Regions from separate parts of the Mus musculus genome. Here region 2 is linked to region 1. The links are chromatin contacts, called in public Hi-C maps. All regions are on one chromosome and are shown on one strand. The core of a region is the stretch at or near the end of the contact, and the rest is flanking DNA. Distances in the headings are between cores, read along the strand shown.

Evidence for each region. A called contact is a pair of places that touch in the nucleus more often than the background predicts.
Region 2: a Hi-C map of cerebral cortex shows a contact between it and region 1, with 4 times the contacts expected there. The contact joins two enhancer-like sites. A contact is called at or near these places in 3 of 484 Hi-C or Micro-C datasets (brown adipocytes, cerebral cortex and embryonic fibroblasts) and 3 of 115 datasets of contacts at active chromatin or transcription factors (astrocytes, heart atrium and neural progenitor cells).

Annotation. Positions count from the first base shown.
Region 1 is chr4:81,566,050-81,571,771 of GRCm38.p6, reverse strand. No RefSeq gene overlaps it. Among named protein-coding and RNA genes, the nearest start is that of Mpdz, 130 kb to the right of the region's middle. Within about 2 kb of position 3,626, at least 35 of the 459 cell types and tissues checked have an H3K27ac peak or open chromatin away from gene starts, as enhancers often do. A contact at or near this core is called in cerebral cortex and neural progenitor cells, where this site is marked.
Region 2 is chr4:82,089,129-82,094,850 of GRCm38.p6, reverse strand. All of the region lies in intron 2 of Gm5860 (predicted gene 5860), which reads right to left. Among named protein-coding and RNA genes, the nearest start is that of Gm11264, 26 kb to the right of the region's middle. Within about 2 kb of position 2,345, at least 32 of the 459 cell types and tissues checked have an H3K27ac peak or open chromatin away from gene starts, as enhancers often do. A contact at or near this core is called in cerebral cortex and neural progenitor cells, where this site is marked.

The DNA of each region.
Region 1 (5,722 bases), core at 2,377-4,876:
CCAAAGATGTAATGGCTGGCATGCATGGTTTTGTGTGTGTGTGTGTGTGTGTGTGTGTGTGTGTGTGTGTGTGTGTATGTGTGTGTGTGTGTGGTGCTCAAGGAACAGCTGTGCGATTTGCTTCAATAAAGGAATTCTCAGAATATTGTTATCTGCTCAGAAGAGTAACAAAAGTATAACTGTGCCATTCACTGAAACACTTAGGACAGAGACAACTGAAGACTCGCAGGTAGCAGCTTTCATTTCTACATGAGTCTGTCTCACCATAGCTCAAACAGAAGCACCATGTTTGGCAGGTGAAAACAAACCCTATTTTTTTTTCCCTTATATGTGTCCAAACAATTCAACATAAATAAGATGTTACTCAGCACAGGACTAATCCTTGCAGTTCCATGTACAGGTTGAGGTTTAAAAAAAAAATAAAATAAAAATCAATTAATCACAAAAGCTTCCAAACAATGCAAACAGCATTAAGCACAGTAATTATAAGATAAGCATTCGAGCAATTTTCAGCTGATTGGGTGTGGGTGGACTGAAGCAAAGCTACAGTCTGCCTGCTGGTACAAGAATGGCTTACGTGCCAATTAGTGGTACTGCTACTAATGATTAAAAACATTTTTAAGATTAATTAAAAACTAAATGCACCTGTATGATAGCTCATAACCGTGTTGTGGAAATTGCTCAGATTTTCCATATCAATCACACAGGAAGTGGAAGGGAGGCTCTGCTCGGATGTGGAGTTTACACTTGCAGGCATCTAGGGATGAATGGTAGGAGGCAAAGCTAAGAAACATGAGGTGAGAGCTCAACCTTGAGCTTCCTGTGCCCGTTATACCCTCCTTGTAGGAAACACTGCTGAGAAAGGAGAAAAGACAGTAGGTGCTTGCCTCACCTAAGAAAAACTTGCTTCCCTTTTGTTGTCGTTGTTGCTGTTGTTGTTGCTGCTGTTGTTGCTGTTGTTTTGTTGTTTTGTTGTTTTAATAATCATGCTGAGAAGCCAGAGCTAGTGGCACCAGCCTGTAATCACAGCACTTGGAAGGCTGAAGCAAGAGCATGGCCACAAACTCAAGACTAACCTGGACCACATAAACAAGACGTTGTCTAGCCTTCCTCCTGGAGGGGTTGGGGAGCACTCCACATAAGGAAGAGCCACTTCCAAATTTCTAGAGGAGACCAAACCCTAATTTTACTCCAGTCTTACTGCCCTATTACTCTAGGGCCAGGACTAATCCTGTTGATTTTTTTTTAATATAATTTTTGAGGTCTGTACTTTTGTCAGCTTTTTGCAGATGATGTAATATATAATCCAGACAGGGTGAATGTCTCTGGAAGCACAAATGGAGCAAAGACAAGGGTAGAATTAACTCCGGACGTCTCTAATCAGAAGATCCTGACTGCTTAACATTGGACTTCGTACCAATTGCACATGTGTTGATGTTGGTCACTCTCCTGTCATTTCCTGTCATTTGTTACTGTAGCCGACATCCTTAGATAGCTTATATATCCTTATAGTTCTCAAATAGTTTATACCATAATATACATAATTAGAAACATCAATTTGCCTACTATCCCTACAAAAGATTTTTTTTTCCATACTGGAAGCAAATGTTACGAGTCTCAGTGATGTTGCCCCAGCAGAATATAGGAATCCGCTGAGTCTAAGACAGTGCTCAGAAGAGGGGACTCAATCAACTTCTGCAAACTCATGCTGAAACAAGGTATGTGATGCAGTAATGGCTGGAGCTGATAGTTGCCACATACAGGCAATCAAGGGAAATGACAACGCTTCTTGAATGACCCAGTCTTTGTTTGCGTTTGCTTTTCTGCTTTTGTTTTTTGTTTTTGTTTTTGTTTTTGTTTTTGTTTCATGTTTTGTTCTTTATAGGCAGCCACCGTCATTTCCAATGAATCCTTACTGGTCCCAAGTCACTGCTAACACTGACCAAGTTTTTGTCTCTCCAAAGTCTATTATCTTTTCTAAAGAGCAAGCAGTTTGGGAGCTGTCCTGCTTTTATTTACAGTGTTAGGGACCATGAACAGTCCAAGTAGAGAATACCAATCATAGGTGACTGAATTCACAGCAGCGGCTGGGAGGAATCCAGTAACCACGAGAAAATACATAAGGTCAACAACATTCAGGTTCTCTCTACCAGCTCCAAGGGCCTGAGGTCTGCTTCAGCTGCATATGTGCTCTCTCTCTCTCTCTCTCTCTCTCTCTCTCTCACACACACACACACACACACACACACACACACACACACACACACACTCACACGGTGCATCTCGAGGTGCTCATATACTTTTATCCACCAGGAGTTATACCACCTGCCAAATCATACCTCATCTTCCAACCTTGTCACCCTAAAGCGAAAAGGATTTGTATTTTCACTCCAGCCCATAACTGGTAGAACCTTATCCCATTTCTGCTTCTCTTTACATTCATTCTGCCAAATCCGTGTGGTCTCTCTCTGACATTCTCTATCAAACTGAAGAGATTGTGTGAGGTCAGTGACACAGAAGAACTTGTGTTCGGGTTTATAGGGAACCCGAAAGCTGGAGAGATGCAAGGAACTCGTGAACTCACAAGAAGAAAGAAAAGCAAGAAGGTGTGTGGAGAGAGCTCACGTGAACAGCAGAAATAGATGAGATCATGCCTGGTGGAGTGAGAGAACAGGACTGGGATTTGCTTTACCAGGTTGTCATTTCCAAGATGAGTAACTCTTCAGGCTTATTTTTCTTGAGGATATTAAAAACTTAGTGAAACGGATGCTCAGATTCTAATTATAAATAGCAGTTACAATAAGCTCAGGAACCCAGCTAATTCACATAACCCTCTAGAAGCATCCGTTAGGCAAATGAATGTGCTCTACCCAGTGTCTGTAGGTCCGTTGCATTGAGTCCACCTACAGTAAGGAATAGAGTAGCTTCTCTTTCTTGAAGGGTTATTTTTTTATTACTAATTTAACTGGTGTTAAACTGGTGAGCATATGAGTGTCACTACAATTTGGAGTTCGGTTCACCAAAGTATGTTTTTGTACATTGATGGCGAAACCGAGAGATCTGTTCTCCCTGCAATGCTGTGAGATGCTGGGGGCCCAGCAGCTTTTTCAGCTCACAGCAATGAAGCATGTACCAGCAGAGTGGGCTGCTTGCCTTGTCGGAAAGAAAGAATCTTGGGAACTCTCTGTCCTGCTGGAGTCTATGGCAGCAAACCGATTTTAACATCCCTTTTCACCAAATGAGATTTTTTTTTACTTTTTCAGATTCCTAAATCATGAGCCAAACTCGTATAAACCATTCAATATGTCATGGAAGACCTCCACTGTAAAATTACTATGTTGAATTTCCAACTTTTTTTGTGTGTGTGTGTGTGTGTGTTCAAAAAATTTAAAAACACAACAAAACAAAACATTTCTCCAACACCAGAAACATGATCAACTCCAAATCCAGAAAGATTTACAAATGCCAGAACATGGTTATCTCCCAGCAAACATACCATTTCTTTGTTTCATAGGACACTAAGGATGAATTATTCATGAGACCTGATTTCACATGCTTATTGTGTCTGGTGGCAAAGTCCCCGCCTGCTCAGCCTCGGGAAAGCTGGGGCCTCTCTGCTGCACAGGGCATGGTGCCATCCAGGGACCAGCCATGTGCTCACGAGTTACTGGAGCAGGGCAGGCAGCTCCAGTGGTCTCAGCTGTGCAGACAGCTGTTTGCCCACCGTCTGTGATGGCAGAAATGTGTGGTGGGTTTATCCTGAACAGCGTGCTCCCCCACCCCCTCAACCACACATGTGCTAGCAGGCTCTTACACACACACACACACACACACACACACACACACAATTCCATGCTGAGCATCCTAGTCTCCACCATCACCAGAGGAAAGAGAAGCCCCGAGATTTGGAACCCAGAATGAGCAGTTGACAGGAGTGGAGAACAACTCCTAATCTTACATGCAACACTGTTGGAGGAGTGTCTGTAGCCTCCTCCAGACCCAAGTTTCTCTTGTCAATTTGGTATCAAAAGGTTTGTGCATGCATGAAATTCAAAATGATTTATTGTTCATATACTGCTTTATTTAGTTGCTTAATAGGTTGATGGATGTGCAAAGGTCCTACATAAAGCAGAGGCCTCTTTTTTTTTTTTCCCAAAAGGAAAAAAAAAGTAAAGAAATAGATTGCCACCAGGAGTTTCATCCCATAGTAAAGACAGCCCTTCTAAGCTGGCTTGTGTTTGTAAAGAGTTCCCTTTGTCTCTTGCCTGCTACCTATCTCTGATATTTAGTAGTACACAATGCTACTACACCTTAGACACTACGGGAAGTGACAGGGATGAAGAGAACAAATATCCGGAGTACACCCTGGAGTTCTTTCTAAGCTCCATCCAATCTGTAGTAGGCAGTTCTTTCTTGGTGGAGCTTGGGGTAAAACAGACTTGCCCATCTCCAACAACAGAAGTCATTAGCATCCCATGGCCTCCCTTCTCTACGGAGAGAGATGCAGGGAGGGAAATCCTCTATGCTGGCTTCCTCCGTTGTGCCTCTTATCATTTGGTTCTTTTGCAGACACTGGACTACTTTCATTTTATAAGGACGCACTCCTCCCCAACTAGCATAGGTAATAAAATGAAATTCTCTAAAAACGTGGAAAAGATGGCTGTCAGAGAAGTTCCACCAACCTTTTACTAGCCTGTCTTGAATTTTATTTATTACTTCATTAGAGGTTCTAATATTTTGATTCAGTCTTGGTGAATAGGAGTCAAACTAGGGAGGGGCAAATTTGTTTATAGCAAGTGGCGGTTGAATTTGTGCAGAACTCTTACTCGATCAATGTTCCGTGCAAGCGACATTTGCACAGGCTCTCTGTAACCTCTTTTCCAAACAAACTCTAATTTGACATAATGCAGTGGAGAATGGCACCAGTCATCGGCTTTGCGTCAGAAACGCATTTTATTTGGATTCAATTCAGACTTAACGAACTGGTTCCCGTAAATGCAGCAGATGGGATTGAGGCAAATGGAACCCTGTGTGGGGCCTCACGCCCGGCAACCACGGCTGCTCCCCTGCATGCAAGCCTTCCCTGAGCTAGTTGGTTAGCTAGTTAGCTAATTGGTTAGGCTCATTCCAGCTGAAACTGGGTTTATAATTTTCAGAGTTCTCTTACCAGTCCACCAAACTGAGGCTTGAGAAGTGACAGTCCAGCAAAAGCCGCTAGATAACGTCCTTCTCTCTCTGCCCCACTGATTCGTGTGAAGAACGTTGCCAGAAGATGGCCCAACGGTTTATAAAGTTGGCAAAGCTATTGCCAGACCTTTTCTTCTAAAGGTCAATTAAAAATGCTAGCTGTACTGTAAACAGAATTCTTCATAGAAGAAGACCACACGGTACCCAGAGTGGTCTCTTAATACAAAATATCAATTCGATTTTCCTCAGGAGATTCACTCTCCTTTTGCAATGCAAATATTTTCAAGTGTACTAAACACGTTTTAGCACCTCAACATAGGCACTAAAACTATTTGCATGCAAAATTACCCAGAGTAGGCAGACAGGCACAAGCTTATGCTAGCACCATATGTGCTGAAGAATTCGAGCCAGAAAACAGCTAGTACTGGACGGTATTTACAATTTAAATTTAATTTTACATTATTATTCAAATGAGCATTTATATATAAGTCTCTATTAAAATTAATGCTTCACATGGAACAAAATTTTCACCTAA
Region 2 (5,722 bases), core at 1,096-3,595, 520 kb before region 1:
ATCAACACAGGGAAAAAACACTGCGGAAAATGTATACACATACACATATCAATAAAAAGTGGGAGCCAATAAGAGCAAATGTAAAAATACTAAGCCAGTAATAAAGTATGCCCCCAATCACGTGATGGTGTGAGGATAATTAAAAATTGAAAAATACTCCAATTATAAATAATGATAAAATTCCCAACACAATGCCTAAATTCCCAACACAATACTTAAAATGAGCTCCAACTGAGACATTTTCTTGACCAAAACATTACTAGTTCTGCATAGAGCTACAAAGTTAAAACTGTGAGGTAAAGAGAGGGCTAACCTTGCAGTCCCTGTATATGTCACTGTAAGAGATGTGGCCATCACAGCACCGGAGAGCTGGATTTGTAGTTAGCCTGTGAGCCTCAGGCGTCTCTGGAAGCTGAGGCTCTGGATAACAAGGAGATGAAGCATACCAGAGACACCACCAAACACTGAAGAGGAAGGACCCAGGCCTTCTCATGCCTTTAGCATGAGATATTCCATGACCTTGTCCTCGACTCTTGTTCAGACTACTTTTCTTTGTCCTCCCTTCTCTCCCCTTTTCTGTTGCCTCTCATGTCTAAAACGTTGTTTAATTTTAAAGCCCCTGAGGTATAGCTTGGCTGCTGCTCAGAAGGAAAAGCCTCTTCCATTTAACAGGAATACAGGTGTCTAACAGCAACAATCATTTTCTACAGACTGCTCTCAGAGTTAAAATGAATATTTACAACAAGGACTCAAGAGGAGGAGTGCTTGACTTTTAAGACGTTTTCTCTGTCAGGCCTGGTGGATCAAGCCTTAGTGCTAGCGCCTGGAGAGCAGAGGAGATGGAGCCCTGTGAGTTCAAGGTCAGCATGGTCTCCATAGAGTCTTTCAGATCAGCCACTAAAGTAGAATGAGAACTTACCTCAAAACAAGCAAACAAACAAGCAAATGAGAGGCAATACATGGTCTGCATGCACATGTTAACCATAAAGCTGCTTTTCTGAAAAAATGGACATTAGGAGAAAGAATCGTTTTCTTTCTTTCGTTGTTTAGTTTGTCTTTGTTCTTTTTTTGTTTGCTTGTTTTTAGACAGTCTTTGCTTCACATTTTATTTTCATGAATATTAGGAGTCTGACATGGCCTCAAGTTACATAAACTCTCTGAGCTTCAGCCTTGTCCTATGTTGCCCAATCGATACTCACTCTTTCTTCCTTAGTTGTTAAGCACATATAGGACCCACAGCAGAGGACCTCTGATGGCTTCCTGTTCAAGGACATTGGTGACCATCCCTTTCTTTCCTACTCTAATGGAGACTGAGATGGTGGGAGATTACATGTATGTATTTGCATGTTACACACAACAATTACATATATGTATGTGTATATATGTATTTACATCTGTATACTTGTATTACCATATGTAAATAATCAGATAAATCAATGTAAACTCAAAATACTGGAAATAATAAGAAAACAATCTTCCAAAATTCCTATCAAATTAGAAATAAAACCTTAGTTCTGGGAATTCAGGAATGAATCCAAACAATCAAAAACATAAGGGGAAAGCAACAAGACACATGCAATGTTTCTTGGCAGATGTGCCCCCATTTCTCCTCACAGAACCCATATGAAGACAGTGTTCTCTTTAAGAGTGTGCAAGTGTCTTGGTGACTGCAGAGGGTTTGCCCTCATGCTAGTGTTGTCAAAGGTCTTGGTCTTTTCCCTTTTCAAGTCTATCCGATAAATCTTCCCCTTTCTTTCTCTTACTTCCTCCCAAATCCTCAGTGACAGGGACAGCTGCAGTCCCTTCCTCCCCCTCTAGCACTCAGTGTGGAAGGCTGTTGCCATTGGAGACCTCCCCAGCTCCCACAAGCTCTTTCTGTCCAAGAACCTAGGTGGTGGACTTAAAGTAGTAGAAAACAGTCAATAATTAGGAAAACAGATTTTTCAGCCAAACTAAGTAACTAAAGCTTGGATTTCATATCTGAAATATTGGTTGTGCTAATTAATTAGCACAAAAATAATGGTCTGTAGGGAAACATGGCTGTACAAACTTTTGGCTGGACCTAGCAAAAATGAACAATAGGCCCAGGAAAATGTTAATAGCAAAGAGAGGCATTCTAACAAAGTTTTACAGTATGTGGTTTAGGGTCCTCGGGGCGAACATATGCATTACACATCTAACCCCATACTGAGAAAATAATCTCTAATGCTGGTTCCTCAGCTACTCCTATTAAAAATTCTCCAAAATAGAAAGCCTGCCAATTTCAGACTAAGAATAAATGGCTCATGGTTCCTTCTGAAACAGCATCCAAGATTCATGTTCTCAGCACTGCACACAAAATCACTGGGGGAGGAACTGCTCTGGTTTCTGGGGAGCCAGAAAAAGCTCACATGTCAAGGCAGCTCCATTTCTTTCAGGCAGGGCACCCGAAGGTCCCTGTTTGTTCATGAAGGTTTCGGTCTTGATTTGATATTAAAAGAGGCCAGGATCCAGCTTTGCTTTTGTTAATATGCAGCCAATATCTATTTAGAATTCATGATGGAGGGGCTATAAAATGTATTCTGAACTTGGTAGGCTGTCACTTTGCAGAATCTACATGAAGAAAGGAAGAACCCAGTCCATTTTTCCCCCAAGACAGGGTTTCTCTGTGTAGCCCCAGCTGTCCTGGAACTCATTCTGTAGACCAGGCTGGCCTCGAACTCAGAAATCTGCCTGCTCTGCCTCCCAAACCCAGGCTATGTATGTGTGACCATGGTGGGTTTTATGGAGCACCGTGATGCTCTATTAATGGACCTGAAATTTGGATGAGTGGAGAGTTTCTTTACATAAATTATTGTATAGTTAAATAGATATTGGTACATGAAATGATATTGGTGAACATATGTGAGGAAAGACATGGGAAAAATTTTAAATTGTTTCAAACCTTTGTATTGTGATGTGTGATGTGTACGTGTGAGTGTGTGTGTGTGTGTGTGTAATGACTGAAGAAAACATTTGAAATGTGAAATTATATATCAAAGTCTTCAGCTACAATCTCAGCTCCCAGCTGTGACAGTCTGATTGTTCCTCTAGCTTTCTCATGCCTGGGTGTTCCTATTAGTAATGATGAACTCTTTATCTCTGTCCATACTACAGGGAAGTGAGGACCAGGCTGAAGGGACAATAGACCACTCTCAGACCTAAATTCTTAAATACATATATCCCTTGGCTTTTAGTGGCTAAAATAGAAGGTGATGTTAAAATATTGCCATGTGTCAGTTATTTAATTTCTTAATTTGGGAGTCTGATTCTGCAAATACTTGACATTGACTGGTTCTCCAAGGCTCTGAGAGGCTCTAAGTACCATCTCTCATGGAGACACTCGTGATCTCTGATCCCAGGCTGGTGGAGCTCTGTGTTAGGAGTCCACACCTGCCTAGTGTTGAGCTGCTTGTTGTTACATCTGGGCAGGTCTCACTTGTATTTGACACTGTGAAGACAAGTAGACAGAACAAGACTCTCATTTCCCAAGTTTCTGACCTGTTCACTCAACCTGAGAAGTAGACGGCAGTCCTATACACATCAATAACTTTCAAATTATGAGTCCCACATTCAGAGTGACCTTGATTTCAAGGCTCTCTTAGGCATCCTGTTATTCCTGCTGGCTCCTGGATGTTTCTGTACATGACCTACAGCTTGTATGACCCTGTCCCTTTGAGGCAGCCTCTGTTCTCAGAAGTTAGAACATTTAGGCATGTTCCCAAAACTCCTTTGCCTTGGGATTTGGCCTACAGAGAGAAACACTTTTCTTTCTCTTTTGGCTGCTTCCAAACCTGTGTGTGACTGCATAGTGTTATGTCTGCTGAGTGTGAGCGTAGAAAGGACAGGCCTCCATTTCCAAGAATCAACAATTATGCTCACAGAGACAATCCATGAGATTTCTTTGGATGTGCTTCAAGAGGCCATGCCCGTACAAACACTATCCAGTATTTTCATTGAGTCTGAATTGGCCATTGAAAGTGTCATTTCACAAGGACCCTATTCTAAGTCAAGTTCCTTACAATATGACAGCATTCCTTTTTATTTCTAAGCCTGGCCTGTTTTATACCTTTGACCCCTTTTATGTGTGGCAAAGGGAATTACAATTCAGTTGTGTTTCACATGCTGACAATTTTGACTTCATGTCCTTGGAATTTTGCCTGGCAGATGAACGAAGGGCTGACATTAGGTTGCGTATATGCTGTGCTCTACAATTAGAAGAGGCACAGAGCTGCTCCATGGGCTGTAATGGTATTTCATCACCCCCCACCTTGTTCTAAGTAAGGATCTGATTCTCAACAATTACATATGCTGTGGTAGTCTATTCATAATAGTATTTCAAGATCAGACTAATATCTACCTACACACCTCAGTTTTTTAGCCAGCACAAGACTGAGAGAATACAATGAGTAGCCCATAGCTGTATTAGTATTATTCTTCCTTACATACTTTGTGGGTGTGTTGTCTTAAAGACTCTGACTTAAGGAGGCAAAGACATCCTTGATGAATGTCACATAGGACTCTCCAAGTACTAGCTGGTGGGCTACTGTGTGTGACCGAGATACTACTGAATCTCACTGGAACTCCTCTTGATTGGTCCTATATGCACAATTTTCTGCAAAGAGTCATCTCCTTACTCCCATTGATTATTACAATGTCCATATAAGGACAGGGAGATAGGCTAATCTATATAATAATGGAAAGCTGGAGGACCACTGTAGTAAATATGCAGTTTATGTTCATTTGCCATGCTTTAGAGAGCCCTATGAATATAAGGAAAGTCATGGCATCAGATGAGGCCGAACTAGCAAAAATAAAGTGCAATATCACTAGACAACGATCTTTATTCTCGGTCCAAGACAAAGAGAATTTAAGGCAAAGGAGACGTGGTGTGGCTTTATGGGCACATCCAATAACAAAGTGATGCAACATAACTTTGACCCAGATGCAATCTTTCCCTCTGTTCCAAATTACAAACAAGCTACTCTGCAGGGACCAGTACAGTGGGAAGCAGATAAGAGCATTTCGTCACCATCACCTGAGAAGGGTTAAGGGCACAGCAATGAAGCCACACAGTAGTCTGCCAACTTGGTGCTTATGGCCATTATGGAAACTGTAAGAAATAACAAACAGGTAGACTTTTGCTTTCTTCCTAAGGGATTTATAATCCAATGGATCTGAGATGAAGAAAGAGGAATTCTTTGAGCTTTTTGGAGTGACTATATTAATGAATGTGATTTGGAGGCCATTTGTCTAATGAAGTTGAACTGAGTGAAGTCTACTATGAGAACCAGAAAATGTCATTTCAGTCTTCTACAGTAATGCTATAGTAGGCCCCTTTCTTTTATTCTTCATACGGTATTTTGTCAATCTCTTTGTAACCTTAGTTGTGAAAAACTAGATTATGAAGAAATACAAAAATATTTTTATTCTGGGAGACTATACAAATTAAAAATACTGTCACTAAATGTTTGAAGCTTTAATACCTCTTAAAAATATTCCAACATGACAACCACAGTCCTACTAAGCTATCACTTCTATGAACCAAAACAAGGACAAGTGTGTCAAGATAAACTTTGGGGTGCAATAGTGGCACAGATACAGTGGCAGTAATCAACAATTATCTAATTTGCCTGCTTAACAAGAAGGAAGCATGCCTACTGCCAGAAACTTAGGCAACTACTTCGTGCTAGTGAATTCATCG